Linked DNA regions of Sus scrofa: region 1 is linked to region 2. Evidence: chromatin contacts called from public HiChIP or PLAC-seq data. All regions are on one chromosome and are shown on one strand. The core of a region is the stretch at or near the end of the contact, and the rest is flanking DNA. Distances in the headings are between cores, read along the strand shown. Region 1 holds the start of FANCC (Fanconi anemia group C protein). Region 2 holds the start of ZNF367 (zinc finger protein 367).

Region 1 (3,265 bases), core at 271-2,770, 1.1 Mb after region 2:
CTCAGCTGTAGTGTTTCTCCCTCTAGAATGCAAAGATTCTAAAGGATGGATTCCATTAGACTAGATTTTAATTCTAAGGGTGAAATAACTTTCACTTACATATGCCATTTTTCATTTTTGTCATATTATTTGTGATCTGACTTTATACTGTGACCAAAGTTGTTTCTAGAAGCACATATAGTCAATGTTATGAGGGAGTTTAAAATAGGATTCAGGAGTTCCTGCTGTGGTGCAGTAGGTTAATGATCCAGCTTTTTTCTGCGGAGGTGCGGGTTAGATCCCTGGCCCCGGGCAGTGAGTTAAGAATCTAGCATTGCTAGATGCAGGTCGAAGCTCTGGCTTGAACTCCATCCCTGGCCTTGGAACATCCATCTCTGGGGTGTTTGTGTGTGTGTGTGTGTGTAGCTGAAAAAGAAAAAAAAAATAGGGTTCATATCTAAGTATTTTTCTCAGGAAACTTTTCAGGTATTCTAAAAAGCAATCACCTCATTATTGCTTAAAGTTTTAGGATAGTTCCATACATATGGATGCCAGATTAAATAAATGTCTATAAATCCCTATAAATACATTATAGTGGGAAATTTATACTGTGAAGCTGTAGTTTTATAAATATAAGGCACTGATTTTTTTAAAAAATTAAAACTTGTTAGTTTTTTTTTTTACAACTTAAACATCTATGAAAAACATTCACGCATTCCTAAATTCAAGAATTAAAAAAAACAACAAACCAAGACATGCTAATCTTAACGACATGAATGGAAATGTACAGAAAATGCTGCTTTCCATTTATTTAAGTGGTTTAAATACAGTGTTGAACTGATTTGAACTCCAAACACTATGGAACCGATTTAGGTGGTAGTTAGGGACATTAACCCAAGAAAGATTCCTTTTTCGTGTGTAACTGCACCTCGAAAATCATATTCGAGGCCTCCTTTAAAAGTTTTACCTTGATAAAAGACTCAATTTTCTTTTTTTTCTTTTTGTCTTTTCTTAGGGCCAAGCCGGGGGATACGGAGGTTCCCAGGCTAGGGGTCTAATCGGAGCTGCAGCTGCTGGCCTACGCTAGAGCCACAGCAACGCCAGATCCAAGCCACGTCTTCGACCTACACCACAGCTCACAGCAACGCCGGATCCTTAACCCACCGAGCAAGGCCAGGGATCAAACCCGCAACTTCATGGTTCCTAGTCGGATTCGTTTCCGCTGTGCCTCGACGGGGAACTCCAATTTTTCTTTTAAAAACTAAATTTCATTTTCCCTTCTCTGCATTTTGAATATAATCTTGAAATCATTGGGCAGCAACCGATTAAAATCCCAGTTTTCTCCGCTGCGGGTCCCTCCTACAGTCTAGTTAGATCACGACATAAGCACAAAGTCCGAGAACCTCCAATGAAGCCTCAGCTGCCCTACTCGCCCGGGAGTCCGCCAGGAGTCCGGCCGGGCAGATTCGACTTCCGGCCCAGCCCTGGGCCCCCGCCCCGCCCCCACGAGCACGAGATTCGTCCGAATTTTCCCGCGATGCCGCGGGGGCGCGGGGCCGCGGGCCAGGCCCCAGAGTGCATCGCGGGTACGTGCGCGCGCGGCTCCACTGCGGAGCGACCGCGGGAAAATTCCAAATAAGCCAAAACAAAACAAAAAGCCAGTACGAGGAAAAGGCTAACTTTCAAACCACAGAACCCGGGAGGTGGCAGCCTTTCCGCTACTGTCCAAACTGCTGAAGCAGCTCTGGCGCGGACCACCCGGTAAGAGGCCGCAGAACGAGAGCGAGGGCAGCTGCCTCCCTCGGGGGTCTGGCTGACACGTCAGCCTGGGGGTGTAGGATGGGGGGTTAGGGAGGGAAGGCTCGCGAGAACTTTCGCTGCGCTCCCCTAAGTAGGTGGGTGAGCCGTGCTCCTGCAGTGTGCAGGGGTTGGGGAAGAGACGTGTAGGGGTTTCAGGTGGCGCCAATCTGCGGGGGGGCGTGGTCAGGGGCGGGGCAGCTCCAGGGGATGGAGCCAATGGAGTGGCCACCCGGAAGCGAGCCCCCAGAGCGGTGGGAGCTGGGAGTTGGCGTTTTGGTTCTTTTTGTTCCTTGAGCAGAGGCTGCTATATCTTCTTAAAAGGAAGGAGCAAAGGTGAATTTCTTCTCCCCGGGACTGTAGGAGCCGTGAAAAGCTCGCCTTTCTTAATCCTTTGCTCTTTGCAGCTGGCCGCAAGCTCCCCGCACCGCTACGCCCCAACCCCCCTATTAGAGGAGCCCGGGGCGCGGCGGTTACCCATCCTTCTCTCCTGGCCTTTCCTCCTCATCCTAGGAGGGAAAGAGGGTTTTGATGGGCGAACTCTCTGATGGGTTCTCTCTCTTTTTTTTTTAATGGCAGGCTAAATAGCGTCCAAAGCCTTTGAGAGGTGTCTTTTGGGGAAGTGGGGAAGGGCGGTGCTTGTTTAAGCTTGCTTTTTTTCCTGTTTTGTACGTAGACTCGTTTACAGCCTTGAACTCTCTGTGGTCATGTTGTGTGGGCTGGAGAAGTCTGGAGGGGGAAAAAGATTTGGGGTTTTTGAAACATGAGAAATTTGGGACCAGGATGTCAAGGAAAGGCCAACGAATTCTCCAGCGAAGACCTGTCTGTGCCTCTGCGTTTGTCTTAATCGGAAACTGTTGGAAAGCTCCCTGGCTCCTGGTTTCATTCCAGCCTGTGTCCCATTTAATACTTCTTAACTGAGATGTGATTGATATATTTATCAGATGGACGGGGCACTTTTGGACCACCCAACTTCATTTCTTTCTGGATGTCACTCACCTTTAGTGATGTGCAGCTCGGAACATTTTCTCATTACTCCCCTCAAGAGGGAAGGAAATGTTGTTACAAATGATAGAATTCATACCATGTGTTGGGATCATTTATTACATAAGCTTAGATAGAAACATACTCACTGTGACTTTATCCATTAAACTTAAATCGGTGTTTCAATCTAACATACTGTACCAACTTCACAAGGAAATAAGCCCTCATATACATTACTTATATAAGTGTACAAGAAAGATTGCGTCAAAAAACAATTTGCTTTTCCTAGTTAAATCAAAGTCCTCTTTCCCCAAGAGTAAAAGTTAGATCCCGCTGTTACAGGATTAGGCTAATTATACTTTGATATATTACACATATTAATTCTTTTTTTTCCAGTATTTAGTCATATCCTTCTTGATTTCTTGAAAAACACTTACTGAGGCTCCTGAAAAGAACAGCAAACTCTGTATTGGGTTATCTGAATTTTCTGTTCTGTTCTCTAATA
Region 2 (3,267 bases), core at 725-3,224:
TTCCACTGCACCACACAGGAACTCCTCAGAGCCAGCTTTAACAGAGGATTTTTATCAAGTTATGTGACCCTGGGCAAATCTCCAATTTCCTCACCTATAAAGTGGAAATAAGTAGTATCTACCTCACTGAACTGTTGACAGCAGTAGAAGCTAAGTGAAGTGTCCATCCATATTATTGTTGGATATACACTATTATAGTAGATATATGCTATTATTATAGTAGGTTTCCAGGAAATGGTAGCTGCATACTACTTCGTTTGTTGAAAAGATATTTTTCACTCTGTTCAAAGTTTAAAAGATGCAAAGAGTTATATGTTGTACCTTTTGGAATCTTTCCACCCTGTTTCCTAGCCACATAATTCCCCTCCCTGGGATCAACTTGTTACAATTCTTGTGTATCTTGCTAGAGATATTTTGTACACATAAAAACAAAAATGTGTATTTGTTTTTCTCCACTTTTTTTTTTTTTTTTGCCACGCCCCTGGCATGTGGAAGTTCCTGAGCCAGGGATCTCACCGGTGCCACAGCAGCGTCCCAAGCCGCTGCAGTGACAACGCGGGATCCTTAACCCCCTGCGCCACAAGAGAATTCCTTTCCATCTTTTTTTTTTTAACGTGAAAAAAAGCACACTTGTTTATACAAGTTAAGTTTGTTTTTAAACAGTTGTGGCATAGCTGAGTGTGTGTATTTGATAAAGAGGGGGAAGGGAGAGAGGGGTAGAGAGGAAGGGGGAAAGGGGAGAGCGAGAGAGAAATATTCTGCTCTTAATCACCAATTCTAACACTTAAATACTGGATATTCATTGACTTATTCAACAAATATTTATTGAAGGCCTGCCATGTGTCAGACTAGGCCCTGGCAATACAGTAAAAAACAAGGCACAGTCACTTCTTTCACATTTCTAGTGAATGTGAGGCTGGGCATGCCATTTGCCCCATCGTCTGCTGTGCTGTGCTTCCGAGCCCCACGCTGGCCCTCGGTGGGTGACTGTCAGAGCTGGATTCGCCGGCTTGTTCAAGGTCCTTTCAATGTGGGGTGAGGTCCTCCGGGCACTCACATCTCCACGCCCTTGCAGATTCGGGGATGAAGGTGCGCCCCAGACTGGGTGAGGAACCACGGCGCGGGGACGGGGAGTCCTCGGGGTCTTTCGGGTATCTGTGCCGGGGGTGACCACGGACACACACACACACGCCTGCGTTCGTGTCCCCTCTGAGCGGCGAGCAGCACTCGGGGACCTCAGAGACGACTTCCCTAACTACCCCATTTTGCACAGTTGGGAAACCGAGGTCCGGGAAGCCGAAGGCTGGGACCGATGACCGCTTCAGCCTCGGGGCGAATCGAGGGTGCGGAGAGGGTCAATTCACAGCGAGCCCAAGAGCTGGGCAGACGGGAGCCATTAAGAAAGTCGGCACCTCTGGGTGTCCACTAGAAATTGCAGGAGGAAGGCCTCGATGCCCCAGAAGCGGGTGGCGGGAGCCGGGGGCGGGGCGGGCTGCCTGGGCCCCAGCCCTTTAAATTCCCAGCCGCGCGGGAACCGCTGACCAACAGCCACCAGCGGGTGGGGCCGGTGAACGCGCGCCCCTGCGGGCCAACGACCGCCCCTGTCTCCGCCCCTCGCCGACACCTCTCCAATCGGCAACACTCCTGACGCCCGCCCCCGCCCATGGCCCCGCACCTCCCACCTCGACGACCCGCTCCGAGGACTGGCGGGGCGGGACCCTGGAGGGTGTGTCCTGGCAAGTTCAGACGTCGCGCGCTCCCGCGGAGCTTCGAACGCTTGTTGGCCCTTTTGGCAGAAAAAAAATACAAGAGCGGCGACCAATGGCGTGGCAGAAAGGACCCGCGCACAGATCCGGCTCCACCCCGCTCTGGCTGGAAAGGGGTCCAGGCCCGGCCATTGGCTCGAGCGACCTGTCACTCTCCGCCGCGACCAGCGGGCAGAGGCTTCGCGGTGATTGGCCCCGCCCAGGCGCGAAATGTAACGCGGGAAAAACTGGAGCAGGGACCCCGGCGGCAGGTTGTTATTTTCGGGGGCTCAGCGCCTCGCGTCCTGCTTTCCTGTCATCGCAACGCGGGCCGCCTGCTGCTTCCCGCGGCTGCAGCCTGCGTTGGGGTACGAAGAGCGGAGGACCGGCCTGACCCAGGGTTGGGGTCCAGCTCCGGCCGCCTGGTGCCAACCGAGCCGTTCCGCTCTTTCGTTGGCCGCGGCGCAGGAAGGTTCCAGGAAACGTCCGCCTGCCATGAGCCGGCGGGACTGAGAGCCGGCAACTCGGAGCAGCGCGGGCTAGCGGAGCGAAGGGCCAGACCCGAGCTCAGGGAGTGTGGCCCACGGCCGCTGGGGCTGCGGATCCGGGTCGGGCAATGATCCGGGGTGTGGAGGCGCCAATGGCGGACAACCCGCCGCAGCCGCCGCCCGTCATCTTCTGCCAGGACTCCCCGAAGCGGGTGCTGGTGTCGGTCATTAGGACGACCCCGATCAAGCCCACATGCGGCGGCGGAGGGGAGCCGGAGCCGCCGCCGCCTCTCATCCCCACCAGCCCTGGCTTCAGCGACTTCATGGTGTACCCGTGGCGCTGGGGTGAGAACGCGCACAACGTGACGCTCAGCCCCGGGGCTGCCGGGGGCGCCGCCTCGGCTGCCCTGCCTGCGGTCGCCGAGCACTCGGGGCTTCGGGGCCGGGGCGCGCCCCTGCCCACCCCCTCGGCCGCCGCCGCCTCGGGAGGTGAGGACGAGGAGGAAGCGAGCAGCCCGGACAGTGGCCACCTCAAGGTAAGCGGCACCGGCTGGCGGGGCGCGGGGCGGCGAGGGCCCGTTAACGGCGCGGCCGGACAGCCGGCAGCGCCCGCGGACTCGGCGGGTGGGGCGGGGCCGAGTTTAAAACGCGAGGTTGCTCCGCGGCGGCGGGGCGGGGGCGGGTGACAGGACGCTGACGTCACTGCCGCGCGCCAAAAAATTGCTCCTGGGGGCGGGGCTTCAGTCACATGACACCGGCCAGAGGGGGTGGGGAGGCCCAGTAGACCCGAAGCCACTGGTCCGCTGGTGCACTGGGTTGGCGCGCGGCCTGGGGTCGCGGAGTAACGCGGCCAAGTGGCTCTGCCAGTAGTACGGCAGTCCGCTTGGTCCGCTCTGGCGGAAGTGGGAGAGAAGGGCCGCGGGCCTTGAACTGTTCCTCTGGGTGAGGGAAGGGACAGGTTGCCCAGTTTCTGCTTCATCACCGCAGATACCCCGACCCTGCTAAAGATGCTTTGCTGAGATGGCCGAAGAAAA

Evidence for each region. HiChIP or PLAC-seq counts read pairs in DNA pulled down with a chosen protein or histone mark.
Region 1: an H3K27ac HiChIP or PLAC-seq map of skeletal muscle shows a contact between it and region 2, with 7 times the contacts expected there. The contact joins the promoter of FANCC here to the promoter of ZNF367 in region 2. A contact is called at or near these places in 1 of 5 promoter capture datasets (liver) and 1 of 2 datasets of contacts at active chromatin or transcription factors (skeletal muscle).

What each region holds. Positions count from the first base shown.
Region 1 is chr10:26,795,026-26,798,290 of Sscrofa11.1, forward strand. It overlaps FANCC (Fanconi anemia group C protein), which reads left to right and starts at 1,521. Exons shown (of 14, transcript XM_021064601.1): 1 at 1,521-1,740.
Region 2 is chr10:25,705,737-25,709,003 of Sscrofa11.1, forward strand. ZNF367 (zinc finger protein 367) reads left to right here and starts at 1,975. Exons shown (of 5, transcript XM_021064593.1): 1 at 1,975-2,769. The coding sequence starts at 2,362.